Regions from separate parts of the Mus musculus genome. Here region 2 is linked to region 1. A link is a contact called in public HiChIP or PLAC-seq data. All regions are on one chromosome and are shown on one strand. The core of a region is the stretch at or near the end of the contact, and the rest is flanking DNA. Distances in the headings are between cores, read along the strand shown.

Evidence for each region. HiChIP or PLAC-seq counts read pairs in DNA pulled down with a chosen protein or histone mark.
Region 2: an H3K4me3 HiChIP or PLAC-seq map of the SCID.adh cell line shows a contact between it and region 1, with 10 read pairs. The contact joins two enhancer-like sites. A contact is called at or near these places in 1 of 115 datasets of contacts at active chromatin or transcription factors (the SCID.adh cell line) and 2 of 9 other capture datasets (embryonic stem cells and pancreatic islet).

The regions. Positions count from the first base shown.
Region 1 is chr1:129,835,786-129,840,405 of GRCm38.p6, reverse strand. The region is part of intron 12 of Thsd7b (thrombospondin, type I, domain containing 7B); the gene reads right to left. Among named protein-coding and RNA genes, the nearest start is that of Gm36347, 220 kb to the right of the region's middle. Within about 2 kb of position 2,460, at least 15 of the 459 cell types and tissues checked have an H3K27ac peak or open chromatin away from gene starts, as enhancers often do. A contact at or near this core is called in the SCID.adh cell line, where this site is marked.
Region 2 is chr1:130,156,832-130,161,451 of GRCm38.p6, reverse strand. Thsd7b (thrombospondin, type I, domain containing 7B) reads right to left here. Exons shown (of 28, transcript NM_172485.3): 18 at 1,737-1,878. Among named protein-coding and RNA genes, the nearest start is that of Gm41951, 140 kb to the left of the region's middle. Within about 2 kb of position 1,946, at least 3 of the 459 cell types and tissues checked have an H3K27ac peak or open chromatin away from gene starts, as enhancers often do. A contact at or near this core is called in the SCID.adh cell line, where this site is marked.

The sequences.
Region 1 (4,620 bases), core at 1,211-3,710:
GCAGCTGAGGCTCGGCACTGTGAGAGGCCATGGAAGGCCATTGGTGAAGGTGCAGCCTCGGTTGCAACTGAAGGCCCAGGACTGAAGGGGTCATGCAGTGTTTTGGAGATGCCAGTACCATGAGATGACCACCAAGAGCAGCAGCAGCAGTGGAGTACAGGCATCTGGAGCCTAGAGGATGACGTGTGTGCTACAAAGGGCCTGGCTGGAGAAGTGACCCAAGCCCTTGGAGGAGCCCAGAAGATCGTGAGTTGGATCCCAGACATTGGACGGTTGGAGATTGACTTTTGCTTTTGATTGTGACTGTGCCCTGATATTTTCCCTCTTGAAGGAAGAAACTGTTTTAGTGGAGCCCACAGTAAAAGAGACTTTTAATTGTAAAAAGACTTTGAATTTTAAGAGATTGAAATTTTAAGAATATGTAAAGACTGTGGGACTTTTAAAGTTATTTAGATCTTGGGGATGAATAAGATTGTAAGGGTTGAGGCTTACTAGTGATGTTTTTGTGTGTCAAGTTTACAAGGGGTCAATTGTACTGGCTAGTTTTGTGTCAACTTGACACAGCTGGAGTTATCACAGAGAAAGGAGCTTCAGTTGAGGAAATGCCTCCATGAGATCCAACTGTAAGGCATTTTCTCAATTAGTGATCAAGGGGGAAAGGCCCCTTGTGGGTGGAACCATCTCTGGGCTGGTAGTCTTGGGTTCTATAAGATAGCAGGCTGAGCAAGCCAGGGGAGGCAAGCCAGTAAAGAACATCCCTCCATGGCCTCTGCATCAGCTCCTGCTCCCTGACCTGCTTGATTGAGTTCCAGTCCTGACTTCCTTTGGTGATGAACAGCAGCATGGAAGTGTAAGCCAAATAAACCCTTTCCTCCCCAACTTGCTTCTTGGTCATGATGTTTGTGCAGGAATAGAAACCCTGACTAAGACAAACCTTTTTTTTTTTTTTTTTTTTTCATGCCTTTTAGAATACTGGTGCCTCCTATCCAGTCCATATTCCTCCCTCGTGGGATTACGCCCTATAGGACCTATGGCTATTTTTTTCCCAGGGTCAGAAACAAAACATTCCTCTGACAGTACCTTGCTTCTCTTGGTGCCTCAGTTGTCTTTCCTGCAATCGGAGTTTGCCATGAAGACTTTTTTTTTTATATTGTTCCTACTTCTCCCCCAAGGCCCCTGAAGTTGTGTTTCTGTAACTCAATTCACAGTTTTCTGTTCTTGTCAACATCAGTACCAACTATTCAAAATGTCAATGCTGAATAACACTTCGCCAGCAATGCTCAGCACAGTTACTATTCTTCTACTCTCCTTGACATGTCTTGGATGTCATGCTACTCTCATGCTACTGATTTTCTACTGAACCACTGACCACAACTTTGAGTCTATGGGTTCTTTCTAAATTCCCCAATCTCTTAGCTCAGATTTAGCATTGTACCTCCCCCTAGGTAAATGCAATCTTTCTGGCTAGTTCTCATGTTATCTCATACAAAACTTTGGCTGATGTCCCTCCACTCATTCTGGCTAACTGTTCCCTTAACTCATGCACAAATCTCATCATCCTTACTCTCAAACACATTCAAAATTGACCTATTTCATCCCTCTATTGTTTGGTGTGTGTGTGTGTGTGTGTGTGTGTGTGTGTGTGTGTGATAGCCATCATTCCCTTGGAAGGATATAGTGACCTAATTGGCCACTTTGCTTGCCCTTCCACTTATAGTCTCTCTTCTGCTCAATGGCCATGTGAAGCTAAGCCCATCTGTCTCCTGGGTAAAGTCTGTTGTCAGGGCCCATTGCACTCACAGCAAGCATCTGATGTTATCATGAGCCTCTCTACAACTGGCTGCTGCTTCTCCACCTCTCTGGACTCCTCTCTCACTGTTGCTCCTGGTGGCATTTCTTGCTTAAGTTTACCATCCTTTGATATTCACTGAATGCTGCAGGCTCTTTCCAATCTGGGAGTTTCTCATCTCCCAGGTATTAGCATCATCCACTCCTTCCTTCCTTCAAGTATCTGCTAAAAGATCCCTTTCTCAGCAAATGTTTCCTGTTAACATAATTAAACTTAACTGTCCTTTTACTACTTCATTTTTTATTCTAGTTTTCTTGAAAGCATTTATCATGATTGACATCAGATACTAGACATTCATTTGTTGGTAAGCTCTTTCCTTCCACACCACATTTATTATAGAAGATAAAGTATGCTTATTCTATTTCTATAGTTCAACATCTAGAACTAACTGGTGCCTATAGTATAGTAGGTCTCATTAAAGATCTTTACAGAGGATGAATAGATCAGTGAAGGGAGAGCCACACAAGCCTGCCTGAGAGAGCCAGAAGCAAATACAGAAAGCTGCCGAGGTCAGTGGCAGTTGCCTGCAAGCCAGGGAAGGGAAAGCCAGAGCAGCTGTTCACAGAGTAGATGAGGGCAGTTGGGTTAATGCCCATCATAAACATTAACTGGCCAGCTGTGAGGCAGTGTTCCAGCACACAGTGATTTTTTAAAAAAAGTCAGGATGAGAGAAGATTCAATGTCACACCATAAATCACATGAGAGGTTACACGTTCCAGCTGTGAAAATATTTCTATCTCTGTACCACGCAGAAGAGAACTCCAGTGAAGAATGCTGGGGCTCCCACAGGCACCCAGTCTTCACGGCCACACTTCCCAGCCCCATTGTTTTCCAGAGTTCAGTGTTTCCTTCACAGAACCCTCATATCTCTCCTTGCTAGTTTGGCTCATGCTCTGTTCTCCTTAGATGCCACATGAGCTCTTTCAACATTCACACACACACACACACACACACACACACACACACACACACACACACACACTCAGCCCCTTCCCACATCAGGTGCTCACCTACTGATGAGCCCAAGCACATCTGCTTTGTCTCAGCGAGTTCACTGTATCCCTTCCCACTATCTGTTTATTATCTCAGCAATCTTACCCATCCTCTCCGGGAGTCTTAGCAGTCCTCCAGCATCAGAGGCTTTCAGGCAGCATATTGTGCATGTGAGGAAATTATCTCCTCTAGTTTACATAAATTTGGTAGTACCTTTTGAAAATGTCATTTTTCCATGTGAAGAGGCCCTAATGCATGATCCCTGCATAGACAATAGACAGTCACAAGCATATCATCCGACTGTGCAACTCAACTCGTGGGTGAAGCACAGGTGAGATACAATTATCATTAGAACGGAGAAGGAGGGAAAGAGGAAGACAGAGAGGGTGGCTGGAATAAAGAATGGCAGAGGAAGGAAGCAATGAAGGGAAGGAGATAGGATTTTGAGTTTTCACAGCCTTCTACAAATCACAGGAGGACTTGTTAGGGTTAAGTTCTTAATTACAGAAAAGAAGATACCACTATAAGAAATATGGATTTAAAGAAAATAAATTAACTTTTTCTTTTTATTTTTTGGGGGGTTTAGAAACAAGAGCAGGGGCACACAGGAATAAGAAGCAATTTAAAAAGCATTAGGTTTTTAAATGCTAAGTATAATGAAATTCCTGTTTGATTTCCCTTAGTACATGCATAGTAGCAGAACAATCCTATCTGTGAGACAGTCCTGTGAAGCTGTAATCAACCTTTATCTCCTACTACTCATTACTCAAAGTAGATGAAATATTTCCATCAGGCATATAACAGTGACACATGGCAATTCTCCTATCTGGAATATTGTTCAATATTTTATTACCCAATTGAAAGAACTATGCAAAAGACTGCCTACAGCATCGTGTTTTATAGTTTAAGGGCAATTTTCGAAAAATACAACAAATCTATATAGAGAGACGGTTTACAGCTCCTATCTATCATTCACTTATGCCAAATCAATTTCCTGTTCAGAATAGAGAGAGGGCGTGATGCGGGAGCAATGTTTCAAACCTAAAACTGTGTATAATATTTAACAGCTAGTTACATCTACAAGCTGAGATATTCTTTAACATGTACAATGAGGTGTCATTCTTCAAAGAAAATTGTCTCCTCAAATCTTTCTATATTTCAATAGAGGTTGGCGGCTGTAGTAAAACATTATTTTCTAACTGCCTCTGAGATTTCTGGCTCTCTAAGAACATGAACACTATAGCATAAGTACAATCAATAGCTCTTGTAGCTCCTCTTAGATGTACTTGTGTTTAAATAAAGAGCACACCAATTTAGTTTAGTGGAGTTCCAGTATGCTGCCTATGATGGAGAAGATATGCCCTTTGGGTTCAGTCCAGGAGTGTAAGAGGAGCAAAGATGGATAGTACCTATTTTGTAAGAATGCAGTAAGGCACAATGGGTCTTTGCTGCTTTAATTTTAGAAGCTGCCATATTTATATAATCCATCTTTGAGAATCGATTTAGTTTAAAAAAATACTTGAGAATTTTTAAACTGAATTTGTTGGCTTTAAAAATGTTACCAAATCTAACCTGAACTCAAAATGTTTACATGCAAAATGATTGGGAGCTTAGAGAGCGCATAGCCAGGCCGGAGATACCCCATTTGATATATCCTGAGGTCCCCTACAACCTTAACATCTAAAAGTCTTCAGAAATGACAGAGTCTAAATGTTACTATATAAGCCAAGTGTTAAGAATAATACAGATAAGGTAGGTATGCTAAGTCAATCTTGTAA
Region 2 (4,620 bases), core at 697-3,196, 320 kb before region 1:
AAAAGAAGACAGAAAAAAAAAGAGGACCATAGACACTGAGTTTCAAAGGTCTAGGCTTGTGAGTCAACCACACTCATGCTCCGATAATCAGTATAAGTGGAAGGGAGAAGTCCACAGACAATTTTACAACTTTCTGAGTCTCTTTGAAATGCCTCATATAATTACTATGTTAGAGATAAACATGTAAACAAAACTGAAATACATAGACTGCATTAATTTAGTGTGTGTTTTCTAGAGGAAAACAAACAAACAAACAAACAAAAAAACCAAGATGCAAACCAAACCAAAATAGTTATACTGACAATTTGGTAGGATAGGAGAGACACTAACCAGAAGAATAAAGAAAGACCAGCTTAAGAAAACTATTCGTTATACACAAATGAAAGAGAAGACAATTAATCCATGATACCAATTTTATGTTTATGCCCCAGTCCTGTATCCCCAAATCTTAACTTCTGAGATGATAGAAGTAGGGAGTGGAATCTTTTAATGGTGACTGGATCAAGACAGTGGAAAGCTCAGAAATGGGATTAAAGTCTTTGTGAGACACTCTAGGGAGCTTGTCAGGAGACATCTATGTACTATGTTTTATAGGATTGCCTTATTGTATTTTAAACTGACCATGGCCCTGTAAACTAATTAACTCTGCCCCCATAATTAATTTGACTTAAAACAACAAAGAATGAAAACTTTCCTCATAGGTGTGGGTGTGAACGATCCTTGACCATGTCAATAAAAACATCTTTAAAAATATTTCTATATCTATAACAGATTAATATATGGTTAAAGAAAATTTGGGGCTGGAGAGATAGCTCACTGGTTAAGAGCACTGACTGCTCTTCCAGAGGTCCTGAGTTCAATTCCCAGCAACCGCATGGTGGCTCATAACCATCTATAATGGAATCTGATGCCCTCTTCTGGTATGTCTGAAGACAGGTACAGTGTACTCCAATACATAAATTAAATAAATAATTTTAAAAAAATTATATGCTTTTTGATATGACACATTTTTTGTTGTATTTCTTAAGAATTGCTATAGAAAGCAAAGATTCAAAGGAAAAGCATGACTACCATGCTGCCATTCATCCATGAAAGATCTAGGCACTTGTACCATGAGTGATCTCAGCTGTTCTAATGCTCATGAAACAGGAAAGATTTTGGCAAAGCATTTTGCTTGTGTAGGCATATTGTGGTGTGTTCCTCAATATTGGCTCCAGGCTTAGACTTACTGTGGTCCTGTGTTTGATGGCATTTTTGCATATCTCCTTGTGGGGAGATGATAGGGAGCAGGTAAGTGTAGTAGCAACTTTCTTGGTTTGGGCACTGCTCTGCATGCTCAGACAAACATAGTGACTAAATAATTCATCTAATGTGATTCTTACTGCTTCTCTACCTCTCTAATATCCATGATTGGTCAGGACTCCCATTTAAAAAAATACCTATGGGGGGAAACTATATGGTAGATTTGAGTAATATACTGAAATAATGAAAGGCATGAGACTAAGCAAACTTTACTGCAGTATCTTTTAAAGCCATGCTCTTCTTCAGAGATCATGGCCTTGATGTATCTACAAGCCATGAATGGATGTTTGTTTTCATGAAGTCAACTGGAGCTAAGTCCTCAGTGTTTCATGTCCTACACATACATTGTCCTCTCCCTCCCCAGTGCCAGGAGAGGATTCACACAAGGTTAGTCAATGTTCAGGGGAAAGAGTCATAGTGGGGTTCAACTCTACCTGTCAGATTGTACTGGAACTGGAAACAGTTTTCATTGAGGAGGCAGGGCCGCACCTGCGAGTCTTCCCCACAAGTTCTTGAGTTCAGTGAGGGCCTCAGCAGATGCCGAGTTCTTCTCTGCATTGCATGGGGGTCACATGACTATGAAAGGTAAGAGCAGGCAGACAAGAATACACAGTGAATGATAAATTATTCCGTTAAATGTACACATGCAGGCACAGAACAGTTACAGAGAGGAAACTGTAGTTACAGCAATGAGGCTGTGGCCACACCTGCAAATGTTACAGCTTGTGGTTAGAAGAGAGAATGGTTTTGTGATGCAAGGTTGGATTGTCTTCTATTTCCATTTCATTTAGCAACCAGTATATTTCATCTTTAAATAAAACAAAAAATTGACTTCAGTTGCTCTAGTTCAACAGAAATAATGACACAGAATATTAAAATGAAAATTATTTTCAAAAAAATCCCAGGATAAACAGCTACACACAAGAATACATTATAAAATTAATGTGGATAAAGTAGAACCTTCTTTTTATTTGGTAGCTCTCTGACCCAAGGGGATGAATCTCTATAATCTTGTCCAACTCCCTCAAAATAAATGTATAAGTGCAAATCCAAAGATTTACTGAAAAATCATCTTCACCTGGGACTATATGTCCTCCCATAGTTTGGGCCATGTAATAATGCTGGAGCCAGATAAATCTATTAGCCACGTCTTATACAACTGGTCTACCCACAGAAGTGCTTCCAGCTCCTCCTTGGGAACAGCCTTCTTCCTTCCTTCCTTTCTTCCTTCCTTCCTTCCTTCCTTCCTTCCTTCCTTCCTTCCTTTCCTTCCTTCCTTCCTTCCTTCCTTCCTTCCTTCCTTCCTTCCTTCCTTTCTTTCTTTCTTTCTTTCTTTCTATTTTCTTCATTTACATTTCAAATGCTATCCCAAAAGTCCTCCAGACCCCCCCCCCCCACTCACCTACCCACCCACTCTCACTTCTTGGCCTTGGCGTTACCCCATACTGAGGCATATAAAGTTTGTAAGACCACGGGGCCTCTCTGCCCAATGAGGGCCAACTAGGACATCTTCTGATATGTATGCAGCTAGAGACACGAGCGCTGGGGGGGGGGGTACTGGTTAGTTCATATTGTTGTTCCACCTATAGGGTTGCAGAGCCCTTTAGCTCTTTGGGTATTTTCTCTACTTCCTCCATTGGGGGCCCCGTGTTCCATCCAATAGCTGACTGTGAGCATCCACTTCTGTGTTTGCCAGGCCCTGACAGCCTTCTTTCAAATGTTGTTCAAACCCTACTCTTCACTTTCCCCAGAGAACTTAATCCAGGTTTACTCCCCCCCCCCAAGAACACCTCTAATGATGCTAAACTCCTCTCTTGTATTTTGAGAAAATTTTACTTATGCTCATGGGTCTGCTGATGGATTTAGTTCTAAATATATCTTTCTTTATATTGCTATTATTTCTTTATTACCCTGTTTCTTCTTTTTCTTAAAAAAATTCATTAGGGCACAAGGTACAACAGCTTCTGCTCCTCTTACAACCCAGTGAAAACCTGGAATAAACTATGTAAAGCAATTTTCAAATAAATATCACAAATACATTCACAACATGCAATTCCAGACCCTGAAAAATCCAGGAAGGTTTATAGATTCGAAGAATAAAAGGGTTTGAATTGTGATCACCAAATAGCCACTTCTATGTCTGAGTTGTCATTTAATTTCTTCTTCTTCCTTTTGCCTCTTCAGGTATCATACTAAACTAAAGCTTGTATACTGAATCTTGGTTAATTCAAAATGACAGTGTTGGATTACACTGAACTATGGGGGAAAGTTCACACATCTTCTTCTAAAGTTTAGGTAACTGAAACACCTTTGCTATCCATGTGATTTCACACTCAAATAATCTGTTAATATTTACAATTTTATATTTAATTATATTACATTGCATCCATATGATCAAGAAGAAACAATCAATTATATTCACACAAATCCCATGCTAATGGTTACCAATAATTTATTTCTATTTTACCATGTAATTTGAATTCATGCACTCATCGAGGAGGAATAAAAACTGATTGGTAAATAAAGGAAAACAATAGAATCCTGGTAGACTTTCTAGATTAGGGCTCTGCTGCATTTGTTTCTCATAAAGTAATCTGTTTGAAATAAGTGACTATATACCAGGACCCACACATCTGCTTAGTTTAAGCCACCAGATAAAAGGGAAGATAAAACAGAAACACAAATCAAATGAATCTACAGAGCTTCACTTCAGGTCAGCAGTAATCTGATTTGAACATTTTTCAGACTTTAGAATATTTGCATAGACTTTAAGAGTTGGTTGGTATCTTTACTGTCAAAACACAAAGTCTGAAACATCTTGAAATCTAAAAACCTATAGTAGTACAATAACACATGGTATATTTTGCTTCATCTAAACTCATAGGAGGCAAGTGGATAGTGATAATGTATGATTTGATGAGATTTTTAGGATTTCATCCATCAAATCTCATAGTATGTACATTTGTTTAACATGGCTGGCTATAAACTATCCTCTTTGGTTTAATTTTCTGTTCAGATAATCTAGATATATTGAAATCAAACATTTCATCTAATTCCCTTGTCAATTCCTTATCTATAGACACAATTGAAGAGGACCTCATGGGTGATTGGAATTTATATAAATAATTCAAATTCTTCTTAGAGTCCTCTAATAAAAGAAAATACTCTTATGAAACTCCTTTTATGAAAATTATCTTGATATGAATAAGTATGAGATTATTTCCTCTTATCTTTTTCTACTGGCTCTTTGTCAAAACTCAGTGGTCATATTTTTAATCACTTCTTTTTCTCTGGTATGTATTGCAAGGCATTCTCAAA